Linked DNA regions of Mus musculus: all the other regions are linked to region 4. The links are chromatin contacts, called in public promoter capture Hi-C maps. All regions are on one chromosome and are shown on one strand. Each heading gives the region's core, a stretch centred on a gene start, on an enhancer-like site or on the middle of the called end of the contact. The rest is flanking DNA. Distances are from core to core; before and after follow the strand shown. Region 1 holds the start of Tlcd5 (TLC domain containing 5). Region 2 holds the start of Fxyd2 (FXYD domain-containing ion transport regulator 2). Region 3 has its middle 7.1 kb from the start of Sidt2. Region 4 holds the start of C2cd2l (C2 calcium-dependent domain containing 2-like).

The links. Promoter capture Hi-C pulls out the DNA fragments that hold promoters and counts their contacts. Capture Hi-C pulls out chosen DNA fragments and counts their contacts.
Region 1: a promoter capture Hi-C map of liver shows a contact between it and region 4, with 3 times the contacts expected there. The contact joins the promoter of Tlcd5 here to the promoter of C2cd2l in region 4. A contact is called at or near these places in 2 of 39 promoter capture datasets (both in liver) and 1 of 115 datasets of contacts at active chromatin or transcription factors (stem cell-derived neural progenitor cells).
Region 2: a promoter capture Hi-C map of liver shows a contact between it and region 4. The contact joins the promoter of Fxyd2 here to the promoter of C2cd2l in region 4. A contact is called at or near these places in 1 of 39 promoter capture datasets (pre-B cells) and 1 of 9 other capture datasets (liver).
Region 3: a promoter capture Hi-C map of liver shows a contact between it and region 4, with 5 times the contacts expected there. The contact joins the enhancer-like site here to the promoter of C2cd2l in region 4. A contact is called at or near these places in 5 of 39 promoter capture datasets (HPC-7-derived erythroid cells, liver, neutrophils and 1 more) and 1 of 9 other capture datasets (liver).

The regions. Positions count from the first base shown.
Region 1 is chr9:43,115,168-43,118,064 of GRCm38.p6, forward strand. Tlcd5 (TLC domain containing 5) reads right to left here and starts at 1,403. Exons shown (of 3, transcript NM_001034863.3): 1 at 1,310-1,403.
Region 2 is chr9:45,404,824-45,407,688 of GRCm38.p6, forward strand. It overlaps Fxyd2 (FXYD domain-containing ion transport regulator 2), which reads left to right and starts at 1,267. Exons shown (of 6, transcript NM_007503.4): 1 at 1,267-1,343. The coding sequence starts at 1,307.
Region 3 is chr9:45,960,767-45,963,986 of GRCm38.p6, forward strand. No RefSeq gene overlaps it. Among named protein-coding and RNA genes, the nearest start is that of Sidt2, 7.1 kb to the left of the region's middle. Within about 2 kb of position 1,320, at least 64 of the 459 cell types and tissues checked have an H3K27ac peak or open chromatin away from gene starts, as enhancers often do. A contact at or near this core is called in liver, where this site is marked.
Region 4 is chr9:44,318,995-44,322,064 of GRCm38.p6, forward strand. It overlaps C2cd2l (C2 calcium-dependent domain containing 2-like), which reads right to left and starts at 1,288. Exons shown (of 14, transcript NM_027909.2): 1 at 541-1,288. The coding sequence starts at 894.

The DNA of each region.
Region 1 (2,897 bases), core at 153-2,652, 1.2 Mb before region 4:
CAAAGTGGCTGGCAAATGCCAGTAATCCCAGCACTGGAGCCGCAGAGGCAGGAGGATCACCTAGAAGAGCAGAGCAGCCTGGTCAACACAGAGTTCCAGGCCTGATAGGGCTACACAGTAGCCCTTGTCTCAAAATGATAGATAGATAGATAGCCAGGTAGATAACTGGTAAAGGTAGAAAACTTACATTGTAGAATTTTTGCTGATACATTTAAACAATAATCAACACTGAGTTTCTTTAGACATGCAGAAGAGACTCCAAAAAGGACCAATATGTCCTTGTTAATATACATTATTTAGCTCCTCTGTTGAAAGTACAAATAAGAAAAGAAATCTCAAACACGTCCAGGACGCTTCTCATCTCTGCAGGAATTATCTGCATGACTGCACTTAACCGCTCACCCTTTTCTGACAAATGCAGACCAACACACCTCAATACACAAGCCACTCCCAGGAATGTTATCCAGAGAGGGCTCGGGCAAAGGGCAAGTTTTGTCCAGCTTTCATGAGAAATCAGGTACCTATTCAAGAAAACAGTAAGTGTCCATCAGAGACCAGTAAGTGGGGAAATCTTTTTAACCTGAAGAATGTGTTTAAACTAGAACTAGGGAACAGGGAAAAAAAGGTCAGTTCAGTTCTAAGACACATTTTCTGAAACTTCTAGGCCAATCTTCAGAGTAAAGGCCAGACATACAAAGTACCCGAGTGAAAAGCGCTGTCCCTCTTACTTCCTTTCAAAGGCCAGGGTCACTGGCCAGTAAGGCGGATCAGCTGATTGGGACTCGGCGATTAGTATTTTTAGAGTCCTCTTCTCTGAATCCTAATTCCCTGGCCCAAGAGAGAAAACAGTAGCCCATTTACAAACACTCCAACAAAAAAACAGGCATTTGTAAACGGCAGACACAGCTCTGTGACCTTGAGCCTTCGTGTCTGGTGTGGAGTCTGGGAGGTTCCCAGGCCCTCGAAGCTCCGTACCCGGGCTCCCCCATCCCAGAGAGCCGCGGCCCTGGGCGGGCGTCTGGCTCCGGGCCTCGGGAGAGCTGCAGCCGGGGGCTCCCAGCCAGCAGCAAGGTCGCATCCCGGAGGGTGGCGGGGGAGTGCCCAACTGCTCGACCACGCCCGACTTCTAACCCGGAACGTCCCATCCTGAACCGTTATCTAGGCATCCAGACGGGTGCCCAAAGCTTGGCATAGAGAGGCCCCGGCACCCCGGGGCAGAGGAGCCCGCGCGCACCTGGCCGCCCGCCCGCTCCTTCCCCGTCTGCGCCAAGGGCAGACCGGTGTCCATCCCTCCGGCGAACGCTGTTACCTGGCGGAGCGCACCGGGAAGCCTCCGGCGCCCGGGCGCCCACAGCCCAGGGCTCGGATCACGGCGACAGGAAGCTGTAGAGGGAGGGGGAGACGAGTCTGTGACGGCGGAGGAGGAGGAGCCGGGGGTCTAGGGGCACCTGCTGGCTGGGAGGACAGAACGCAGAATGGATGCTGGGCCAAGGAAGGAAGCGGAATGGAGGGTCCTCCTTTGGATAGGGAAGAGAAGGATGATCTGCTGCGCTTGTTTGTTGTCTGTTTAATCATTTGTAGGGCTGTCTATGTAGAGAGTGTAGCTTTTTAGTGGTGGAACGTTAGACTAAGGCATAAGGCCCTGGATTCAACCCCTGGTACTCTATCTCGATAAATCCTGATCTACTCTGCAGTCTGTGAGATGGAACAGGCTCTTCACTAAGGATGTACTGCGCACCTACTCAGACCGTCTTTGATCTCCCACTTAAATCTGAATAGTGAAACAAGCACACTGAGTGTCAGAAAAGTACTTAGGCCTGGGAATTACGTTGATCTCTTTTTAGCACTGTCCTTAACTAGGCGTAAACATAAAGTTTAAAAGTAAGGGGTTGGAAAGATGGCTCAACAATTAAGAGCCTTGGCTGCTCTTACACGGGACTAGAAGTCCCTGTCCTGAACCCATGCACACAACTGTCTTTAACGCTAGCTCTGAAGATCCGACGCCCTCTTCTAGACTCTAGTGACACCACACCCATGTGTGCACATACTTGCAGACCAACACATACACTTTTTAAAAGTTAATTCTACTTAGTATGCAGCTGGGCAAGTTAAGTCTATGCCTACTTCCTCATCCACAGAATGGGGCGTGAAATGCCTCTCTCATAGATTATTATCAAAATTCAAAAAGGTTACATTAATAAGTACGTAGAACAATAAGCATGTGGAAGTCCATATAAATATCATCTATTATCTTTATTTAACTTTAAAATATTTTCCCCAAATACTGGGATTAAACCAGAGGCCCCTGGCAGGCTAGACAAATGCTCTACCACTAAGCAGTATTCCCAGGTCTTTATTTTACTTTTGGACAAATTGTTGATTCTCTCTCGGTCTGAGGATAGTGAGTTTGAAGTATGAGCATAATGTTGTGCTATATGCCTGTAATCTCAGCATCTGGGAGGCTGAGGTAGGATAATTGTAGATTAGAAGCTAGCCTGCATACTTTGTCTCAAAATTAAAACACACACAACCGGGGGTGGGGCTCAACTACAATAATGAGGTGGGTGAAGTGGGGAGCTTGTTGATCAAGGCTGACAATGATGGGGTGCTAAGGAGCCCAGAAGTGAAACTCTTTAGAAGAGATGTGTTTAGACAATATGTAAGAGCCGGGCGTGGTGGCGCTCGCCTTTAATCCCAGAACTCGGGAGGCAGGCAGATTTCTGAGTTCAAGGCCAGCCTGGTCTCCATAGTGAGTTCCAGAACAGACAGGGCTATACAGAGAAACCCTGTCTCAAAAAAACAAAAACAAAAACAAAAACAAAAAACGCCAGGCGGTGGTGGTGAATGCCTTTAATTCCAGCACTTGGGAGGCAGAGGCAGGTGGATTTCTGAGTTCG
Region 2 (2,865 bases), core at 17-2,516, 1.1 Mb after region 4:
TCTATCATCTATCCATCTATCCATAAATCTATTATCCATCTTGGTATCATTTCTCCATCAACCTATCACTTATATAGCTTGTATGCATGCAGGTATGCATGCAGGTATGTATGTATGTATGTATGTATGTATGTATGTATCTATCTATCTATCTATCTATCTATCTATCTATCTATCATCTATTTCTTGTTTACCTATCACCTGTGTATCTATTTATATATCATCTGCTAGTGTTGGATATTAGCTTCTTGGAGGCCAAGTCGACCATCTGGAACCCAAAGAAGACTGTGGTCTTACAGAATCCACACCATAGTTACCAAGGGGATGGTTACAGTGAGTGCAGGACAGGCTGGGGGTGGGTGGGTGGGTATGGCCATAGCATTTGAGCCCTGGATCTCAAAGGATAGCCATTATTTGTCTTCAACTCTCACTGGATGTTTGACCTTGGGCCTCAGCTTCTCCATACCTCAGATAGCTCATGTCAAGAGAGGAACTAAAGCAAAAGGGAGACAACAGCTAGAAAATGCTTTGTAAGCCCTAAGATCAAGCTGAGCTTCTTCCTGAAAGAGTCATAAGCATATGGTGACAGCCGCAAGAGGGAGTGTTGGGCATCAGGATAGGACATTAGTCAGGGATGGTGGAGGATTTCAGACTGAGGTGTGAGTGGCTAACTGTGGTGGCCTCGGGACCAGGATAAATAAAACAAGTCAGGACAGGCTGTCAGGGACAGCAGTGCTATTGAGGCTGATCCTGCTGGGGACCCAAGATTCACAGGACTGTGGTAAGAAGGGAGCCAGGCCGGGCTCCTTAGGAACACGGCGGGGAGACATGACTGCCCCATGAGAATGTAAGCTGTCACGGTGCTATCCACAGGGCCTTGCAGGAAGCTCTGGAGGCTAAGGGACTTGGAAGTCCCCATCCCGACCCAGGACCCCTATCTATACTTCCCATGTGCCCTTCACCGAGAGTGCATCTTGAAATTCTCACTTCCTCATCTCACTCCCAGCTGCGGCTTCCCCGGCTGATGGAAGAATACTGTTGCTGCCCATCCCAGCCCTGCTCTCTGGAAATTTCCTCTGGGAGGGGCTGGAGACCTCAGGCAGCTCCTCCCTGCCTCTGGCTCCCCCCATACCTCCCCTTGCCTGGGTCAGCAAGAGCCCCTCTGGGGACACTCAGCCTTTCTTGTGACTGGGGTAAATATTACCTGACACTGTTAATATTTAATGCCCCCCCACCTCTGCCCTGGCCACGGCAGACACTGTCCCCATAGTAGAGGCCACAGGAAGACCGTCGTGGAGAAGCCCCGATGGCTGGGGAAATATCAGATCTGTCAGCGAACAGTGGTGAGACTGGCAGGACTCTGCCTGGGACTGGCTCTGGTGGGCAGCTAGACCCCTTCCCTCTCCTGTTCCTTGGAGTTCCCCAGCCAGTGGCTCTCTTAGAAAATTAGCATTCAGAAGGGATCCTCAACCCCACCCCCACAGAAAAAGAGCAGAATAGCAGAAGTTGGAGCATCAGAAGTGTGTGTGTTTATGTGTGTTGTGTGTTTGTGTGTGTGTGTGTGTGTGTGTGTGTGTGTACGTGTGTGTGTACATGTGACTTTGTTCTGGGTGACAGGGTGTTGTTCTGTAGCCCAGGTTGGCCTGGAACTCATATAGCCCAGAATAACCTAAAATTCACTGCATTCTTCCTGCCTCAGCCTTCCACGCCCTGCCCAGTGTGACTTTCTCATCTTGGATGGAGAACTAAGATTTCAAAGTGGTCAGGGGCTGCCGGGGTTGGAGATGGGAGGAGCAGCCCTTTAGCTTAGCCTTCCCCAGAAGGCTTAGGGTCACAAGAAAAGCCCAGCGTTTTGAAATCCACAGACTCAGGCCTGGAGCCCAAGAGGACCCCTGCCGGTCCATAGATGTTGAGTTTTCTGACCTAGAACACTGGTGGAAGAGGGACTCATTAAATGCTTCCTGAAAGGGAAATGGGGGTGGGGTGGGGTTTGGGGTCCTGTCTTGGATCTGGCTGAGGCTGATGCTAGCTCCCCATTTGACCTTGAACATGACGGAAGTGTGGGAAGACTTTCTGCATGGATGCAGAGCCTGGGTCACTGTGGCTTCTCCTTAGATTTTGACCTTTCTGAACAACCCATACCTGAGGTTCACCAGCACTGACCCCCTCTGGCTACTGGAGGGATCTGGACTCACCAGACCCTGCGGCTGGCTGATCACTACAGGGGCACAGTTCAAAGTTGCCTGGGAATTGTTAACTTTTTCATCCCTTTAGAAAAGGCCCCGGACAAGAGGGGCTCCAGCAGGGCAGCAGAGAGTACAGCTGGCATGGAGTGGGGAATGGGGGTGGTGTGTGTGTGTGATTGTAGCTTTGCTGGCCATTGTACTACCAGCTATCCAAGGGTAAGTGCTCTGAGCTCAGGCTGGCAGAGAGCAGAATATCGGCTTCCTTCAGGGTGAAGGAGCCACAGGAGGCAGGGCCAGGGGCAGGCAGCTTGGTCTGAAAAAGTCTTCTTCCTCTATGTCACTTGAAAGGGAGCCTAGCACGTAGACTCATAGTGACGCTTTGCCTGGGTTCAAATCCCAGCTCTGCCCCTTACTCGCTGTGTGGTTGTGGGGTGACTTACTTACCCTCTCTGTGCCCCAGTCTCTTGTGGATGAGAGGGAATAACAACTGTGCCTCAGGTTGTACGAGCTGATGCTCAGACCATTTTGGCCGGGAATGCACAGAAACTAAGTGCTCCTCCTGCCCGTTAAGTATGTCCGGAGGACAGTGACACAGCAGAGTAGAAGCTAGGATGAGTCAAGCCCTGATTCTGCCTTCCATTTCCACTGTGTCCTTACGAAGACTCCAGTGGGCCCTTGA
Region 3 (3,220 bases), core at 70-2,569, 1.6 Mb after region 4:
TGCTTCCCGCCATGATGAAAGTGGACTGAACCTCTCAACCTGTAAGCCAGCCCCAATTAAATGTTGTCCTTTGTAGGAGCTGCCTTGGTCATGATGTCTCTTCAGAGCAATGAAACCCTAGCTAAGACAAGCATGTTATTCCATCACCCAAGTTCTGCGTCTCCCCTGGACCGCTCGGTGTCTGATTCTTCAGGGCTTTATGTCAGGCCAAGAATCAGTTGAACAAGACTTACTCTGCCACTATGAGGCGTCTCAAACCCCTCACATAGCTTCAGAGGAAAAGACTTTCTGTGTGTGTGCACAAATACGTGCATGTAAAAACTAGTGGTCAACCTTGGGTATCATTCTTCAGGCTCCTTATACGGTTGTTTGAGAAGGGGTCTCTGGGTGGTTTGAGATTTATCAAGCAGGTTAGGCTGACTGGCCAGTGTGCCCAGGGATCTTCCCACCTAGGCTGTCCCAGCCACGGATTCTAAGTGCTTACCACTATGCTTTTACACGGGTTCTGGGATCAAACTCAAGCCTGCTTCCTAAGTGGTTCAGCACTTTACTGATTATCTTCCAAGCCCATTTAGAAACAAACAAAACCCCAAGGAATCTGAAGTAAAAAAACTCGCCTAGCACATGTGGGGCTCTAAGTTTTATCCTTCACATCACCAAAAGAGGCAAGACTTCTGTGTATTTTAACACTGTCCTATAACTAGCATTCTGGAGTCAGGGGTTGGAAGATCATGAATTTAGGACAAGTGTGAGCTATATAGACTGTCTCAAATCCCAAAGGTAGAGTGTGATGTCAGAAAAATCTAGTTCAGACCCTGCACTGCATGCCAAGCCTCATCGCTGTGGTCCTTACTATACAGATGGCACAGGATGCCTGCGTGTGCATCTTAACTAAAGACCAGGAAGGGGAGCTTTTGCTTGGTGGCACAGACCTGGAATCCCAGCTAGTCAAGAGGCTGAGGCAGGAGGACCACAGATTCAAAGCCTGTTGAAAAAACTTCAGTAAGATGTGTCTCAAAACATAAAAAGGGCTTATGATGAATGTAGTTCAGTAGTAGAGTACTTGACTGGTATGCTAGGAGCCTGGATTCAATCTACAGTGCTGGGTGAGTATAAGGGTGGGGTGAGCAAGGGGAAGAATTTTTAAAAATTGGCAAGGGAAATGAGAGAGAATTGCTCTGAGCAATGGGCAGGGTTTTCTGCAAGAGGAAGATGTTACTTTCTGTTCCCTAAGCTTCAACATTCATACTGAGTCACTCAGTCCCTGTATCTGCTTCCCTCTGGCCATGTGACAGAACCGAAAGAGCTTTCCAGGAAAGGTTGCCTGGGCATCAGGTTGCAGTGCACAAGTGGATAAATAATAGATCAGTTCAAATCTGTGCCTCTAAGGATCACTGCCAAGAGACCAGATCTTCACCTGCAGAAAAGCCTGAGCCCTGAGCTACTGAGTCAGGATGCTGCTAAGAGCTTTGCCCGTCTCTGGCACATCCTAGATTACAAACAACTCTACAGTCCTATTGCCCTTTTCTTAGTTATACACTGGCTTACCTCTTACACCTTCTCTTACCGAACTGGCCTCAAGTCTTCCAGGTGATTTCCTCATTCCTATTATCTCCAAACCAGTCTAGCCTCTTCTATTTTTTTTTTTTTTTTTTTTTTTTTTTTGTTGTTTTTGTTTTTCAAGACAGGGTTTCTCTGTGTAGCCCTGGCTGTCCTGGAACTCACTTTGTAGACCAGGCTGGCCTCGAACTCAGAAATCCGCCTGCCTCTGCCTCCCAAGTGCTGGGATTAAAGGCGTGCACCACCACGGCCAGCCCCATTCATTCATTATTTTATTTATTCAGTGCCTGGCCTGTACTTGTCCCTAAACTGTGCTAGGAACAGAGAGAGCCTTAAAGCACCTTCACTATTTATGTAGGCCTGGAAGATGGCTCAGCAGATCAAGGCAATTTGCAGAGCCTAAAGAACTGAGTCCCATAACTAGAACCCACATGGTAAGAGAACCAACTCCTAAAGGCTGCCTTGGGTTACTGTGGCATGTGTGCACACTCAAAAATATATGTAGTTTTAAAAATAAACAAACAAAAAATACTATTTTTAAAAAAAGTTTATGGAGGACATTATGAGAACATAGACATGAGCAGTAAGACAGACTGGAGCTAGAAATGGAAGAATCAGCAAACACTCCACGGGTCCCTATTGGGATAAAAGATGGAAGGACTAACCAATTAAGGGGACAGAAACAATATTTCAGAGAGTAGTCTCACCTTGGAACAGCCGTACTTATGTATGGAAGGGAAGGCTGACCGTGTAAGCCAGGAGCTGCCGACAAGCATGCTGTTGTATTTGATTCTTTACTAGTGTGTTGACTCAGTGTTAAGTGTCTTTGTGTAAGCCAGGCATGGTAGTGCAGACCTGTAATCTCAGAACCTAAGAGGCTGAGGCAAAGTCATCAGTGTGAGCCCAGCCAGGGCTATATAGCAAAACCTGGTTTTAGAAAATTGTGTTTATAAATAAACTAAGTTTAAATGAGCCAGGAAATGAGGCCAGAGGCCTATGTGGGATTACACTGTATCAAAGACAAACATTGTTCAGCTAAACACTAAACATCTTTCATTCAGAATGGCTACATAATGTGATCAGGCAGAGGCAAGTGGTCCAAGTCTGTAATTCCAGCAGGAGGAGACCTCATCTAAAAATAATCTAAGAGGGCCTCTTAGGCAACTGACAAAGGTAAGGCCTGTGGGAACTTGGGTGGAGAAGAACTTTGCATTAACGTGTCATAAACAAAACCATCCTGAATTATTATTTCTATAAACATTTGTAGCCTGCATTTTAATGCAGCAGGACTATGGCAGAGTGGTTAAGGGAATATGCCACAGAAATTTGTAGCCATATCTTCCAGCTGTAACTACTGCTGCCGTGCTGTGTCATCAGGACGAGTACCTTGGTCTAGTCCCTCCGCTTGGGAGACATGGGCAATGAGGCTCCGTCCAAGGTTCACATCCTATGCTGGCATCATCATGTGTCATACTGGGACTGATGACACTCACTCAGTTCTGATAAGACAGTCTACAGCACACATTCAGACTAAACTATCTGCAAAACAATTCTAGCCTTCCCCGTATGAAGGATGCCAAAGGACGCAGTCATGGCTTCTAGAGGTCTGAATAAGACCTCATGTGAGGTTTCATCTGTGATTATGTCCCCATCTCCACCC
Region 4 (3,070 bases), core at 38-2,537:
TGCATTAGAAAGGACGCAGGTTATCAATATGCCCTTTAACTAAACTACTTTCCTTTAACACTACACTGCAGGCCAGCCTGGAGGACTGTAGTAGTGAAATTACTAAAATATGGAGAGATGATTCAGTTACCGTGGGGGCTCTACCTGACCACCAGGGTTTGGGAGCCTGAAATCTTAACTGGGTGTGGTGGCATGAGGACCAGGCAAATTCCTTCTGCAGGTGCACCTGTCTCCCTTGGCCCAACCAGGCCAGTCTAGGCGGAAGTGCCCTAAGGCACACGGATTAGCGTTGCTATGAGAACAGTAACTTGTGCTGGGTTTAGAACCAGAGTACCTTGCTCACAAAAATAGAAAATTTGGTATATAACTGGACTTCTTTACAAGCCCCAGTCTAACCTGCACGCTCTTCTCTGATCTGAAAGAGAAAGCTGGAGGGTTCTCCAGTTGATCCCCAGCTCTAATCCAGCCCTCCTAACATGAGCAAGCTCTTCCCTAGAAGGCAAAGCTGAAGGGACGACACAGGGGCTCAGTGCAACTCACCCCGTCCCTGCAGGCCTGCTCATTCAAGGCTCGCACCCAAGCCCGTTGCCAGTTCTCCCGGAAAGACTTGAAGGCAAAGAGCGAAGCCAGGAGGCCCCGTACGCCGGCTTCCTCGGGGGTGCTGGTCCGGGTCGCCCGCAAACGCAGCAGCGAACGCCACACACCCAGCTCGCGCAGTGAACCCCCGGGCTCAGCAGCTGAGGCAGGTCGGGAGTCTCGGCCCCCATCGGCTCGCGACAGCCACAAACCCCGGGCATACTGCAGCATCCAGCCCAATACCGTGATCAGCGAGGCGGCGAAGAGAACCAGCAGGGCCGCCCAGCCCACATCCCGCTGCCCCCAGTCCGGATCCATGCTCCCGCGGGCTCGGGTCCCGGCTCGGGTTCAGCCGCTGCCCCGGGGGAGCATGGCCCGGATGGACCGTGGGGCGTGGGCGAGCTCCCCCGGGGCTGAGCGCGCGGGCTCCGGGGCTCTCCGGCGCCGCCGAGATTCCAGGACCAGTGGGTGCCACGGATGGAGAAGAGGTCCTCCGGGGTCGCGACGCTCGAGCTCTGTCTCCGTAGCCAGAGATCTGGATCCCTAACACCGGCGGTGTGACCCCAGCTAGGTTCCAGCTATCACCCGATTCCTCCCACGGCGTGGGGCCCCGCCGGACCCGGGCAGGGACCAGCCTGCAGAGATACCGGGGCTCGCGGGCCGGCACCGGCTCCGGGAGGGCTGCGTGCGCAGAACTGACACTGACAACACCGCCGGCGCCCCGCCCCCACCCGCCCTTAAAGGAGCCGCGCCCTCACCGGGCGGGGCTGAGCTAACCCGCCGCTCAGAGCTAGAGGAGGGTGGAGTGGGGGAGGGTTGAGTTGCACACGTAGAGGATTCCGGGATGAGAATAGGCGGAGTCTTTAGCTGTTCCGCCCCGTCCTGAAATCCCTGTGCACCCCTTCAGTACCAGGCAAGGGAACTTCACTTATCTGAGATGACGCCTGGTTCTCCCTACGTTTCTTAGATTTCTATGGGTTGGACGCCTGTAGGTTAAAAATTAGTCCCTGTGGAAATCACCACTCACTTTTAACACCTCCTGGCTCAGCAGCTTCTGGTCTTACTCCTTGACTGAAGCTAGCTAGGCACTGGGTGAAGAGGGAGTAAGGTGTCCCTCCCAGATAGAAGTGCCTGACAAAACCCAGCTAATGTCAACGGCGGCGAGAAAAATGAAGCTTAACGTGATAAAGGTTGGGAATAGAACACTACCATCGTCCTCCTTCCCCTTGGAGCTAGGATTCAGGAACCCCCTATTAACCTTGCTTGCGTGGGTTTGTTCTCGAGATATTTCCCAAGCCCAAGGCTGAGTCTGTTTTTAAAAATAATACATTTCCATAGTAACAGCTCCTGCCTGTGGAGCACGTGTAGAAGGGATGGCAATGAAAAGGGGAGCTAGCATTGTAGCACTGGACTATCAATAGATTTGGTCAAAAGTCTCTCATCCAAATATGTGGCATCCCGTGTAGTGCCACCTGACTGTCGTCCTAGCTACTTAGGAGGCTGAAACAGGGTGATACCTTTGCCAAGGAGTTTGAAACCAGCCTGGGTGAGAGCGCATCACAACCAAACCCCATCCCACACACCAAATATGTAATATCCCAGCCAACTCCGAAGAAATGGTGTTCCAGGAAGACTGCACAATTTACAACCTCTGGATGTACCCTTTTCTCTAGATCCTCATAAGATTGGAGCTCATCTTTGTTTCTTGGGGCCAGGGGAAGGTATCTATAAAAAAAGATTAGGGGCAATTCTTTTCTCAAGAGACATATATATGGTGAGGTGTCTGACACAATTTCTTCTGCGCACAAGATAGGATGTGATGTTAAATATCTTTCAAATCCATTTGTCTAAGGAACAAGCCCATGAGAGTAAACAATATAAGGTCTAGGGGTAGGTAAAAAAAAAAAAAAATGGCTGTCAGCAACAGAGCTGTCTGATCTAGAAGAGGAAAGGGTATGTAGCTTGAGATAGCCTGATTTTACTGCAAGGGGTGATAGACAGAGGTGAGATTGTGAGGCAACATTGCTGTGACCCTAACCATCCACAGCGAGCTCCAAAACTAATGGAGATCACTAGAATCTCCATCATTAATCTAGGAACAGAAGACATGGAGCCAAGGAAGGAGAGAACGCTGGGATATAACCTAGGAGAAAGGAGTCAGCAGGAAGAAAATCCATGTTCAAGGAACCCAGTGATGCAGGAAATTGTCGTAATGCAAGGTTCTTCTCCACCAAGATTCCTTCCTGAGGAACGCTGGTTCTTCTCCTCTGCAGAACTCTCTTCTCTGGCAGTGAGTGGGAGGGCTCACCTGTATGCCCCGCTCTATGAAGGCTAAGTAAGGACTGAATTCAAGGTCAGCCTGGAATATACAGGAAAGCCAGGCATGGTGGTGTATCCCTTTAGTTCCAGAGCTTGGTCAGGGAGGGGGCAGAGGCAGGCTGATCTCTATTACTTGAAGGCAGCCTGGTCTAAATAGTGAGTTCTAGGCCAGTTA